2 separate regions of the Oryzias latipes genome follow, and region 1 is linked to region 2. The links are chromatin contacts, called in public Hi-C maps. All regions are on one chromosome and are shown on one strand. Each heading gives the region's core, a stretch centred on a gene start, on an enhancer-like site or on the middle of the called end of the contact. The rest is flanking DNA. Distances are from core to core; before and after follow the strand shown. Region 1 has its middle 25 kb from the start of tekt3. Region 2 overlaps sdk2 (protein sidekick-2).

Region 1 (6,840 bases), core at 1,511-4,010, 89 kb after region 2:
AAAAAATAAAGCAGCTGGAGGTCATGCGTTGGAGCTTAAAGCTCTTCACAATTAAAAACAGACAGCAAAATAGAAAAAAACTTCAAACCAACCCTGCCCCCACCCTCCATTCACACATACGTCCCATGACCCCACACACAATGAAAACTTGACTGTAATTTGAAAACAGACGTATGGCTTGGCTCCGGCGTGAGGATACCATAGACAGCGATCTATTATACCAGGAGCAGCTCAGCCAAAGAACCTCGCTGCAGCGACAGCAGCAAGGTCAGCCGAGAGACCCTAGCCACCTCATTATCACCGTGGTAACAACCCCAAACCAAACCAGCAAGCCCTGGTACAAAATATCCCCCTATGATGTTGCTGGGGCTTAAATCATAATAAAAAGGAAAGTAAAAAAAGTCTTAAGTCTTGAGCCTCTTCTTTACAATCTCTAAGGTCTCTGCGGCCCTGGAGGGCCCCGATGGCAGAACAAAGATTCACCGTTAAGTTTTGGTCCTCACCTCAGGAAGAACTAAAAGGCCGGCGCCGGTGGACCTGAGGGTCCGCGAGGGCTCATACTTAACCCTTGTGCTCCCACGTGTGTTCCCACGCCCCGGTCCTCGTCAGAACTGGTGCCGCTGAGTTCTGTAGTAGTTGTCGGCTAGCAAAGCAGAAAGCAGGGCTTTCCAATAGAACTTCAGGGCCTGTGCGACGTGTTCACAAGATGGAATAAAACTATTTTTACTCATGGAAATGATGTCAGAACTTTTAGTCACTTCAGGAAAAAATGTAAACATTTTTGGTTTTATGAGTGGGATTAAAGTGGAGAAGAGCTTTTTGTTCATTGCCGTTAATCTTTTTTTATGTTTCTATTGTGACTTTTTTCTCAGTACTGAAAAAACATTGATTTTATCTTTTGTTTTAGGCTGCTCCCGTAAAAATCCAAACAAAAGGGAAGATTTATTTGAGCTTTTCCAATAGTCTAAGACATTTAAAACACATTTCAAGTTTTCCACAAAGTCAGCTGACTTCCAACCAGACGGCTTCCTCTTTCCCTTCATCTGGCTTTGTTGACATCAGCCCATCACGTGTGGTTGCTGCTGTTCGGAAGAGCAAACACGCAAATCTCACCGTGATCTCAGTCAGGTCCAGAGGGAGCAAAACCAAAGCCTCTGCGGCGTGAATGCACTGTCGAAGGTTTCAGGAGGACCTGGGCTTTGTTTGTTCTAGAATGACAGAAGGTTGAAAGTGACTTTCAGCGACTTCTCTGCTGTGTGCTGAGAAATGTCTGACAAGAATTCTGCCTGAGCTCTGCTCACAATCACAGACATCTGCGCTCATGTCCCTGCAGATCTAAGGAACGCAGAGCCGCTGAAAATATTTGAGAACTGATGTCTGCACACATTTACAGCGAGAGCAAAATCCCTTCACAGTAAAAGATTCCTCATTTGGATCTCTGGGTCCAAGCCAATAAAGGAAAAGGAGAACAATGAGACAATAATTTCTAAAGTTTATAGTTTTTTCTTAAAGTTGAAGAATAAGTTTTGTAAATAGGTTTGAATTTTCTCATCATCTAGGTGAATTAAAGTGTTGTTTTTATGTCTTCTGCTTATCTTTAAACATTTAAGGTGCAGTTTTGTTCTATTGCCAGCAGAGGAAGCCAGAGCATTTTATTTTCTTTTAAGGATGGTTTGTCTAAAAGAACAAAAACAAAAAAAGCTTTAGACACAGAAGAAATTTTAAATATCAAATTGTTCTCATCCATTTTTTGTATCTAACAAAGAGTAATTGTTCTTTTCTAACAAAATAAAATCAGAATAACTATTAACCTGTTCATATTAAAAGGTTTATTTTATTAAAATATAAAAATGAAAAGTAAATCCTTATACATGCTCAAACAAAAAAAATAAATAAAGAAAGAACTTAAACAAAAGTTCTTGCCTGCAAAAACAGGCTTCCCAGAAATAATTCAAAACTCCTTAAACCTTTGGAAATTTTTTTATTAAACAGGCAAAAAATAAAATAAAACGACCAATACGGAAAGAAAAGTGATCTCAGCAAGAATTTTTATTTCAAGGAAAAAAAAATTCTAGTAGAAACATTTTGCTATTGAGTAAGCTCTCTTGATAAGATTATTTTCTTGCAAGACAGAAAATAAGACTTCTTTTTTAAAAAACTTTTTCAGATTCAGTGTTTTGGAGCTGCAATTGTCTTTTTTTGAATATCTTGCTTCAGTGTCATCTATCAATATGTAGATAAGATAAGATGTGCCATCTTTGTCTATTTTTAGTACAATTATTTGCAAACCGCAGATTTTCTGAAGGACATTTGTTCGTTATCTCAACTTTTAGAAATTGGATTGAATAAAAACAAACTCAAAATCAATTTCAAAATAAAAGACCTGGGGTAAACCTTACTTCAAAACGTAGCTGCATTTTCTATAAACAGTAGAATAAAAGCTGCCTCTTCTGCCTTTTTGTTGAATGCTAGGAAGTATTTTGGAATATTTTCAGTGTTAAACAGATTTCTTAAACCCATCAAATTTTAAAACAAATTAATAATAAACTAAAAACAACCTTTTTAGTTATTTTTTTCTTTTTAAAGATTGCACAGTCCTGACAAAAGGCCTTAGCATCACGCTGACATTACACATCCTGCCTGTCACTTTGACACACAGCCACAGTTTGTTTCCATTTCCTGCTGTCGGACCAACAGTCCAAGCTGACACCCTTTTCACTGCCCCCCCTCTGGGATTTCATGTCCTGTAGGGTGTGTGTGTGGGGGGGGGGGCTTCCTTCCCCAGGAGCTGATTTGGATGAGGAAGGGCTGGAAGCTGGTGGCTGACTCCAACGGCGCCCTGGGAGGAGGCTGCAGAGAGGAGCTGCAGGCGTGCTCTCACATTTTTAGTCATTTTTGGGTCTGGAAGGATTTCACAATAAAACAAAGAAGGACATGCAGTTCATCCTCTGCTACAACCTCGGCACTTCCCTTCACACTTGTAGTGTCCAGTATATGTCATGTCGTGTGTGTCTTTTTTTGTGTGTGTGAACATATAATAAGAGCTTTCTAGTATATTTGGTAAAAAAAAAAAAAAGGCACGCATTGCCAAACCTAATTTGATCCATCAGGAGCTTAATGAAACGCTAATTTTTTGTATAGGAAAAAACAAGTAGTAATCATTTTTTATTTTTTTTAAAGAATTTTAAAAGGTCTGCAAATAAACAAAAATGCAGATTTTTGCAGCAATCAAGCGTTTGAAAAGATGAAATGAGCGTTGTTTTGTCTCATAGTTAACTTTCTGTCTATACTGGAACCTAACCACCTCCAACAAAAGGGTTTTACCAAAGAACAAAAGTCTGTCGCTTGGGTGGCGATCCAACAACGATTTAAGGATCTAACCACAATTTGTACAATTTTGTACTATTTAAACTAAATATGTCTTAATGGTTCATACATTAGTTTTTTTTACTGGACATATGAAATTTAAAACGATGTATATTTATTCACCATCATTTGTACCAGGGGTCACTAACTACTGGACCCAGACGGTGGGTCATGCGGATCCCAACACAAAGCAAAACAAATAAGATGGGAACTCTAAATGGTGCAGCTCGTCTTGTATGAAGGTATTAATCTTCCAAAATGGACAAGCTTGTATATTTGATTTGAGAACTTGTAATACAGAATGTGAATACTTGTGCAAAAAATATCTGCATCTGTGTGTAAAAATCTTCTGCTGTGAACTGACAAATTTCCATTTTCATGTGTTCATCTAGAGTTACAACTTCAAATCTGTGATTACAACTGCTCAAATGTGCTTCTGCGTGTGCTCGAATCTGCTGGCGCAAATCACAAGTGCGCTACAACTGTGCTCTGAATTCTGACACATTCCTTGCGAAAAACTTGTGTCAAAACTGATCTGTGTACGAAAATGGACCTGGGGGGAGGGAGGGTTAGAGGAGGCGGAGTCAACCAATCAGAGTGCAGGATTCGGAGAACTTGGTAAAGTTAGAAAGAGCTTCACAGATTCGGACTTCCTGCTTCAATAACTCTTCTGATAAACGTTCAAATGTGTCAGCAAGTATGTCAATCCTTTTGTATTAACACAGAGAGTGAACCACAAATGCATTTCTGAAGAAAAAAGTCATTTTTTTTCCTACATTTTAATGAGAAATGATCTCTTTGTGCTTTAAATGCAGACATACAGCTAGACGGTTGCGAACGGACAGCGTCAGCAGGAAGATCATCTTTGTTGTAGCAGGACAACAGGGCCAGGGCTATTGAGCAGCTTTATTATAGGTCATATGGATTAACATTTGAAAAAAATGTATTAGATTAGATCAAGGCGTTCCCCGCGATGTTCCAGGCGACGGCACGGCGGAGCGTGGCTGTGGCGGTCCCAGCCCACTGAGCAACGGCTGTTTCGGCGCGAGCGACAGGCGTGCCCCGCCGTCGGTCAGCGGGATCCTCGCTTCTTCTTTCCTCGGCGGAGCTCGGCGTCTGGCTGTTGAGCTCCGCGGAGGAAATTTAAAAGCGAGGATCCCGCTGACCGACGGCTGGGTCCACGACACCGCGCTACGCCGTCGTCCAGCGGGATCCTCGGCCTCTCCCTCCTCCGCGGAACTCGGCGGCTGGCAGCGGTGTGACACCGCGCTACGCCCTCGCTCAGCGGCCAGACGCCGAGTGAGCGACGGGCGAGGCTGGGTCTGCGCGACTGCTGTGCTCCGCCGTCGGTCAGCGGGTCCTCGCATCTCTTTCCTCGACGGAGCTCAATGGCTGGCCGCTGAGCGCCGGCGTAGCGCGGAGTCACAAACCCAGTATGGTTTCTAATTTATGTTTTCAAAGGTTAATTCGTATGAGTTATAATAAAGATGCTCAATAGCCCTGGCCCTATTGTCCTGCTACAACAAAGATGATTTTCCGTTGGCAGCCGTCTAGCTGCATGTCTGCATTTAAGCAAAATAGATCATTTCTCATTAAAATGTAGGAAAAAAACGTTTTTTTTTCTTTAGAAATGCATTTGTAGTTCACTCTCCGTGTTAATACAAAATGATTGAGAGATTTGCTGTCACATTTGAACGTTTATCAGAAGAGTTATTGAAGCAGGAAGTCCGAATCTGTGAAACTCTTTCTAACTTTACCAAGTTCTCCGAATCCTGCACTCTGATTGGTTGACTCCGCCTCCTCTAACCCCTCCCTCCCCCCCAGGTCCATTTTCGGACACAGATCAGTTTAGAAACAAGTTTCTCGCAAGGAATGTGTCAGAATTCAGAGCGCAGTTGTAGCGCACTTGTGATTTGTGCCAGCAGATTCGAGCACACGCAGAAGCACATTTGAGCAGTTGTAATCACAGATTTGAAGTTGTAACTCTAGATGAACACATGAAAATGGAAATTTGTCAGTTCACAGCAGAAGATTTTTACACACAGATGCAGATATTTTTTGCACAAGTATTCACATTCTGTATTACAAGTTCTCAAATCAAATATACAAGCTCGTCCATTTTGGAAGATTAATACCTTCATAGTCTTGTTGTTGCAACCAAAACACATTCTCACTCCCAAATGGTCATATATGGATGTATTTTTGGAGGCAGAAAGTGACTCAAGTTGAGAGTGAGAATGTGTTGGTCTTTACGTTCAAGCCTTGTCCTTAGTGAACGACGAGATCTACATACCAACCATATGCAGGTTACACAACCCATGTGATACCCATCAAATCTGCATTCCGGATGGTAAGGGTCTGCCGGCCCAGCAGATGTAAAGAAAGTTATTTGGAATTGAAAGAAAGAAACAAAAAAAAGAAGAAAATAAAGGAAGTGGGCTCCCAAAAAAATGAGCTGTCTCAGAGCCCATTACAAGCAAACTCCCTGATCCCGGATCCTGAGCAACCACTTCACTGCCCAACATCGTGCCCATTAGTGTTCCCTCATAGTGGCTTGGACTTTAGGCCAGCGTAAAAAGCCATTTACTGATGGAGGTGTTGTCAAAGAGTGTATGCATGCAGTTGCAGAAAACTGAAACAGTGCCCATGTCAGCATCATCTGCCACAAAGAGGGGTGAAATTTGATCTGTAGCCAGACTGAAAGAGGACAATCCTGAGCTCACAGCTTTCCATTGGACAGTTCGTCAGTCTGTGCCTCCCTGTCAGATGAACATGCTGAAGTTATGAATACAATGATGAAAATGATGAATCTTTTTCAGGGGCTCTTCCTCCTACCAGCATTGCATGCTGAGAGAATTCCTTAGAGACGTGATGACAGTGCAGATGAGCTTTTGCTGCACCACAATGTGCGATGGCTCAGCCAGGGCCAGGCGCTCGCACGCTATTGGTCCATTAGAACAGTGTTTTTCAATCTTTTTTGAGCCACGGCACACTTTAACCTTAAAAAAATCCAGCAGCACACCAGCATCAAAAAATGTAAAAAAATAGACACTCAGACAGTGGAAACAGTTAAAGGGGCGGGACTTTTCCCAAAACAGCTCAAGCTAAGGCTAAATCAACAAAACATAACAGATAAAAAAACAAAAAAAACAACACCAATTTTTAAAGAAAGAAAAACACAAAAACTCTTCTGTTCACTTCCTGGTTAACTTCAGCAGTAAACAAGATGTAAACAACTAATCCTGAAAAAATTCTCCATCCTTAAAGTTTTGCTGACTACAGTTCCAGTAGATAAATGACAAAAAGGCAATGAATGAAGACAGAATGACTCTGTAATAGGGTCAATCAAGTGACATTTTGATCACCACAAAAAACGAAAAAATAAAAAATGCCACGGAAAAGCAAATTAAACCTCTTTAACCCTTGTGCTATTCTATGGGGTCCAGATAACCCGTTCCTTACATTGAAGTGTCA
Region 2 (6,293 bases), core at 2,227-4,726:
TCTAACATGTGTGTTCCTCCTTTGTGCCATAGATGCTCCCTGGGCCATCTTGCAGGCCAATATTGAACCAGAGTCTACAGCAGTGACGGTGAACGGTTTGATTCCAGCTCGCTCCTATCAGTTCCGCCTCTGTGCCGTTAATGATGTGGGGAAGGGGCAGTTCAGCAAGGAGACAGAGCGGTTAGTCATAGAGTTTAATCTGTTTTCGGCCAGATCAACATTTATCCCATTTATTATTCAAGTTAACGTGAAACTGGATTTATTTTTTGTAATTGTTGAGCAGACATTTTCTTCTCTAGTGAAGTTATTTGCTCACTAATTATGCCTCGCAGCAATCATTGACTGCAAGGACCATATAGGAATTGTCCAATAAGTGAATGCGGCCAAAAAATTCAAATTCCACTAACAAAACCAAAACAGGTGTTGGAGAAATTTGAAAATATTATGGGATTGCCACAGGATCTATGGCTTGGTGGCCATTTTAGGAAATTTTGCAATTCTCATATTTTCACAAAACTGGGAAAAGAAACTTTTCTTCAAGCAATCTTCACTAATTTTCATACGCCAGGTCAAGTGTAAAACCACAAACAAGGTTTTGACCTTTGACCTCAGGAAGAGGCCACCAAAACAAATTTAAACTACTCCAAGGGATTTTGATCTATTACCTCCTAAACTCCTCGAGCATCATTTGAAAGCTGCCTGGGAAAAAAGGTTGGAAATAGAAGTTGTACATTTTGAACGCCATCGGCGTGGCGGGCTAGCAAAAGAACATATTCATCTACTGCTCACACATTTTGTACCAAAATATTGTGAACATTAAATACATGGTCTGTTGGCTCAAGCTGAACAAAACAGTGACATACAATGTGAATACAGTAAGAATGTGGGCCCCTTAACCAAAAACCTCAGTTGCCAAGGAAATCCCCAATTTTTGCTTTTGCAGATTCTTCTAAAAATGACATAGACCTGTTTGTCCCCCCCAGGGTGACCAAAAAATAAATGGTTGCTATGAAGCTAATACCAACAGAAAAGCTGCCTTTTTGCAAAAAGAGTTTGTCACCTACCGACCAGGGTGGGAGGGGCAGAGGGGGGAAGTGAGGAAGTTTTAGCTAATATATTTTCAGTGGGAAAAATCTCATCAAAAGCCATTGAACTGTTTTTTTTTTTTTTCTTTTCTTCGTGTTTAATCTTGATTCCCAAGAAAATATGTTGTTCACCTTTCAGCATGTTCCTACAGGGCTCCTCACAGCGAACCAGTGAACACCTGGTTTGGCAAAGAGTTTATGCCGGATACCCGGATTGTCAAGAAAATATATGAAAATAAATCAAACGCATTAAAAGCCCGATTAATTAAAAAAAAAAAAATACTAGCTTTGAGTTGCTAATTTAAAGTCTTCTGTTGTCAACAGAACATTCTATTGCGAGTATTGAAAGGATTTGAAAACTCATGCACAAAGATATGCCTCTTCAAAGAATGTGCAGAACTGCCACTGCTGCAGATTTGTTCTATCGAAACGTTTCATCCCCAGTAGGATAGAGTATCTGCAAACCAGTTAGCTAGGATCCTCTAAAAACTTTTAGAGACCCACTCCGGATGGGTTTTGATCTATTTTTAGAGTGTTCCCAGTCTTTTAGTTATGATTGTGCCATTTTTATCCAAAATCCAAAAACCTGTGTCGTTTTCTAGGACGTATATTGTCTGCAGAGCAACAGTTAGAAGTTCTGGCGACGAACAACCCCGCCCCCCTTCCCCTCATTGATCATTGATTCCCCAAGCTCTCTGTTTACTCACTCCTCCACTACCTCTCACACACAAACTAACATTAACGGTGCAACAAAAATGGCGAGCAATATCTGAGCAGTACAGTTTGGAGCCAGGTTCCAGCTCAGGCGAGGAAAACAAAGGCGTACATGAATCTATGTGTCTGCAAGTGGAACCAATTAGAATGGAGCGGAGCAGGGAGCTAGTGAGCCGCCAATTGTATTTTCGAGGTATTTTTCAAACTGCATTTTTTGTCTCTTTCTGATTTACATCAATTTGAATAAAGAAATACTCAGAAATGCCAGTTTAAGCTTTTATATATATATATGTCCTCCCTTATCAGAACAATGTCACTAGAACATGTTAGAATACCAAAAACATAATTTTCTTTAGGATGGGTCTTTGAAACATGTTTAGTTTTGAACAAATAAGTCTGCACATCCAATGAACTTCTGCAGCTCGAAGCTGCAGAAGAGCACGTCAGATGGTGAAATCAATGCCTGTAGTAATCCACAAATCCTGAAATGATTCTTAATTGAGCTTTCTAGAAAGGTAAAAGCTTTCCTTCATGGTAAAAAAAAAATTTGTTGCCAAGACAACAAGTTGGAGTCGATGTTGATGGAGTCGACATGAAGTCTGTTCAGCTTCCCATTGGAGGATCTGCTAAAGGGATTCCGTTTTCAGAGATGGGCTCAGGTCTGACCTCCCTGTGGCCTTAAACAACTTTTGCTTGCCACCTCCTCCCTCCATGCTCTTGTCCAACTGTCCCATCGCTGTCACAGGGGAGTCCGTCTGTTTGTTTCAGCGTGGCAAGCACAGGACTCTCTATGTCTCTATTTGCCACTAAGCCTCTGAAGCTGATCTCATTCCTTTCTCCTATATGTATCTTCTCTCCAGGCGCTCTGGGATTTTGTCAGGGTATATAAAAGGCTTTTAGGCACCCGTGCAGCCCAGACATCCTATAATGGGCTCATAAATTACATCATATATGGAGCCGTTTTGGGTAGAAAAAGTAAAAGATGTTTTAAAAAATGGAAGAAAGTGTCAAAAAACAATAAAAATAAAGAAAAACTGTATTTTCATCACCAAAAAATGATGTTACTTTAGACAGTTAAATTACTTGAGTTATATTTATGGAACTAAAACATTTTATGGGTATAAAATGAACTTCTCTTTTTGTCGTCTCTGTGTCTGTATGCTGCAGTGTGTCTCTCCCGGAGGAGCCCCCGAGTGCTTCTCCTCAGAATGTCATCACCAGCGGGCGCACCAACCAGTCCATCATGATCCAGTGGCAGCCACCGCAGGAGAGCCACCAGAACGGCATCCTCAGGGGCTACATTGTCCGGTAAAATCCATATTCATGCACCTTTCAGCTAAAAATCAATATTTTAATCTTCAAATGCTACAAGTACATGGTAAAAGATTCAAGTTTTTAAATTAAATGAGTAAATATGTTTGATCTTATAACACTCTGATTTTCAAATTAAAAGATAAAATATATCTTAGATTTAAAAGAGTTTTGTCAGCAATTAATGACTAGATTTTTTTAATGGAGTGACTCCACTGACTTGTCAGCAATAAATCAGCCAACTTGTAAAGGCATAATTAGTTTGCTTTTCTGTCAAGTTTTACATTCATGACACCCAAACAAGACCACAGATGTTATTCAGACTCCAGGCAGCGCTGTCAGTGTGGTGCTCTGTCTCCCCCTAGCAGGGATTCCAGGGAACTGTGCGCTCCTACAGGCCCACAACCACGCTGCAGACTAAACTGAGCATGCACCAACCCTCCTCCCCCCCTTCACAAACCACGGCGTTTAATGCTTTTCAAATGTCATGCCTTTTAGATACCGCCTCACCGGGCTGCCTGTGGATTACCAAATCAAGAACATCTCCAGCCCAGATGTGACCACCCTGCTCCTGGAAGACCTCATCATCTGGACTAACTATGAGATTGAGGTGGCGGCCTACAATGGGGCAGGCCTGGGGGTTTTCAGCCATAAAGTCACTGAGTGGACTCTCCAGGGAGGTGAGCATCCACATCTGCAAAATTGCTGATTTTACCTGTTTATATTGGGATGAATACATTTTAGTTTTTGAAAGTGTCTAACCATTGAATGTTCACGAGAGCTGGACTGAGTGACCCCTCCCACCACTCTGTACAAACAGAAAGCTAAAATTAAAGTTATAAACTGACTAATCAGATGGCTCAGTAAAAGTATATGCTCTCACGTCAAATTTGGTAGAGGTGTGTCACTTCTGACTGTCAAGAGTGGTTGTCATAGAAATATGGACTCAGACCAACTTGGACCAATCACTGCGTACTGACATTTTCTGGTTCTAACATGACAACGTCAGTATCGCAGGAAAAAGTGGCGACTGAATTGACCTTAATGCAACCATGTAAGTCATTTTCTTTGGATGATGTCACACTCACTTGGTCCAGTTCTCATATACAGACAATGTGTTTAAGCATTCAATCAGGTTGATGATCTCTCCCTGAAATCATGTTAAAAAATAGAATCAGCCTTTGTTTATGTGACGTCCCAGTTTCAGAGTCACCCTTGGTGTTTGGTGTGAGTGTCACACAAAGGCTGATGGGAAAATCTGCCCAGACCTGTACGACAGCGATCAATGCTGACGCCAAACTAGTTGCTAGCAGTTTTTTTTACCCCCCATCTTCTTTTTTCTCTTGCCTTCTCCATCCAGTTCCAACCATCGCTCCGGGAAACGTGAAAGCTGAAGCGGTCAACTCAACGGCGATCCGTTTCACCTGGAACGCTCCGAACCCGCAGTTCATCAACGGCATCAACCAGGGCTACAAGGTCAGCGTTCAGCCTTCCCCCACATGGTGACCAGTGGTCAATAAGATAAAAATAAAAAAAATCTTCTGCGGGTGAACTCGCATTGCCTCATCAAGTGAGAGCAAAGCTTGAGGGCAAATAATAGTGCTGGCAGTGAAAAGAATGGACCTTGTTTACTCATTAGTTAAGTCAAACTGCATTCTCTTTTTTTCTTCAGGTTTAGTGAGATGCTCACTTAAACCTACTGATAAATGTCTTGATTATTTTACCAGTGGCTGTTAATTATAGTCATTTTTTTGTCTCTCGTGTGTCCTTTCATCTGCTCAAAGCCCTCAGTAAATCATTTTGTATCTTCCCCTCTGACTCCATAGAGAATTCCTTGTGTCGTGATTATTTTCCCCCTCATTTTGACTAGTCGTTGGTACTTTACAGGTCAGTTAACGCCTTAGTCACAACTGCCCTTGCGGGTGGACACTGAGTGTCTCCAGGCAGAATGTGGACAAATCTGTATGGGGCCCGGACAACCTAAAAACCTGCAGCACCCGTATGAGTGCACATGACTGAGGCTTTACTAATGACTAGAGTGTGGTGTTGGGGCATCGTACAACTGCATCACCCGTACTTCACGAGTGTGTGTAACTTACATTATCCTTACAAATACTTCACGATACACTTACCACACGCCAGACAATCGTGTGTTCCATTTTCATGATGTCCTTCAAGGTGGCCGCATGAGCCTTAAGGGAACTCCAAGACTTGCCTGCGCTCTCTTGTCTACAACCCTGTATGGCCCGGACTACCCAAAAATCCTCGACACCTGTACATGTCAACCCCTGTACCGGTGCATGTGTCTAAAGCTACAGACTCCCCGGGCCTTTGATGCAGATTCAAAAACGCGCTAAACGCAGGTTATTGAACGCAGGTTTACCCCATGATGTTCACACTGGAAAAACAGGGAGGGGCTTCCACTTCTTTTTCTTTTTTACTATTTGCTAGTGCATGTCCGTCATCTACAGTTGGAGGAGGCTTGTGGAATTGGCACAAACTTCTTGAGTCTTGCTCCAGCCTTTATCTTTCGCAGCTCTGTCCCAAAGGTATGAAAAATTCTGGCTGGGCACAAACCACGGTTATTAATTTCTCCTCCATGATCAATTTCCAATGGTTGTGACTTATTTAAAGGGGTGCCTTCAATACGTCACTTCCCAATCAGAGTCTCTCATTGGTCAAAGTTCAACCTGTTTTTTTTTAACACAGATGCCTAAAACACAGGTTTACGCGTGTTTACATGTGTTTACATTGACCTTTTATGCTTTTTATGAACTTAGCTTAAGGTATTAGGGGGTGGGCTTCATCTATAAAAAATAAAAATAAAAACTGAAATGACAAACACTTTTTTCTCAAAAGACACAAGTGATGATAAATGAGGGAATGTTGATGAAAAGGAAAAGAAGAAATTGTATATGTGGGGAAAGATGCATGCTAAATACAGATTGGTGTTTACTGCCCCAGAAATCCTCTTGGATGCTCTTTCCGTTCCTGGAATGTTCCTTGTAAATGAAACGGGAAATGACCTTGCAGACCAACCACTGGGACCAATTAGCTACCTAAGTAGCTAACTGGTTAATCTAAGTCCCAGTTGTCAGCGCAGTTGAGTATGCAGATAACATGCTTGTTGAGATGATATCATTCCTCCCTCTTGAGCCTGAACTGGTGGAGCTTTTCAGCTGC

What was found. Hi-C and Micro-C count contacts between places; a contact is called where the count stands out from the background.
Region 1: a contact with region 2 is called in a Hi-C map of gastrula embryo, with 1.7 times the contacts expected there. The contact joins two enhancer-like sites. A contact is called at or near these places in 2 of 5 Hi-C or Micro-C datasets (embryo and gastrula embryo).

The regions. Positions count from the first base shown.
Region 1 is chr19:15,011,496-15,018,335 of ASM223467v1, forward strand. No RefSeq gene overlaps it. Among protein-coding and RNA genes, the nearest start is that of tekt3, 25 kb to the right of the region's middle. Within about 2 kb of position 2,761, at least 3 of the 8 cell types and tissues checked have an H3K27ac peak or open chromatin away from gene starts, as enhancers often do. A contact at or near this core is called in gastrula embryo, where this site is marked.
Region 2 is chr19:14,921,690-14,927,982 of ASM223467v1, forward strand. It overlaps sdk2 (protein sidekick-2), which reads left to right. Exons shown (of 45, transcript XM_023949204.1): 15 at 33-180; 16 at 2,967-3,107; 17 at 3,609-3,790; 18 at 4,471-4,586. Among protein-coding and RNA genes, the nearest start is that of cdc42ep4, 61 kb to the right of the region's middle. Within about 2 kb of position 3,477, at least 3 of the 8 cell types and tissues checked have an H3K27ac peak or open chromatin away from gene starts, as enhancers often do. A contact at or near this core is called in gastrula embryo, where this site is marked.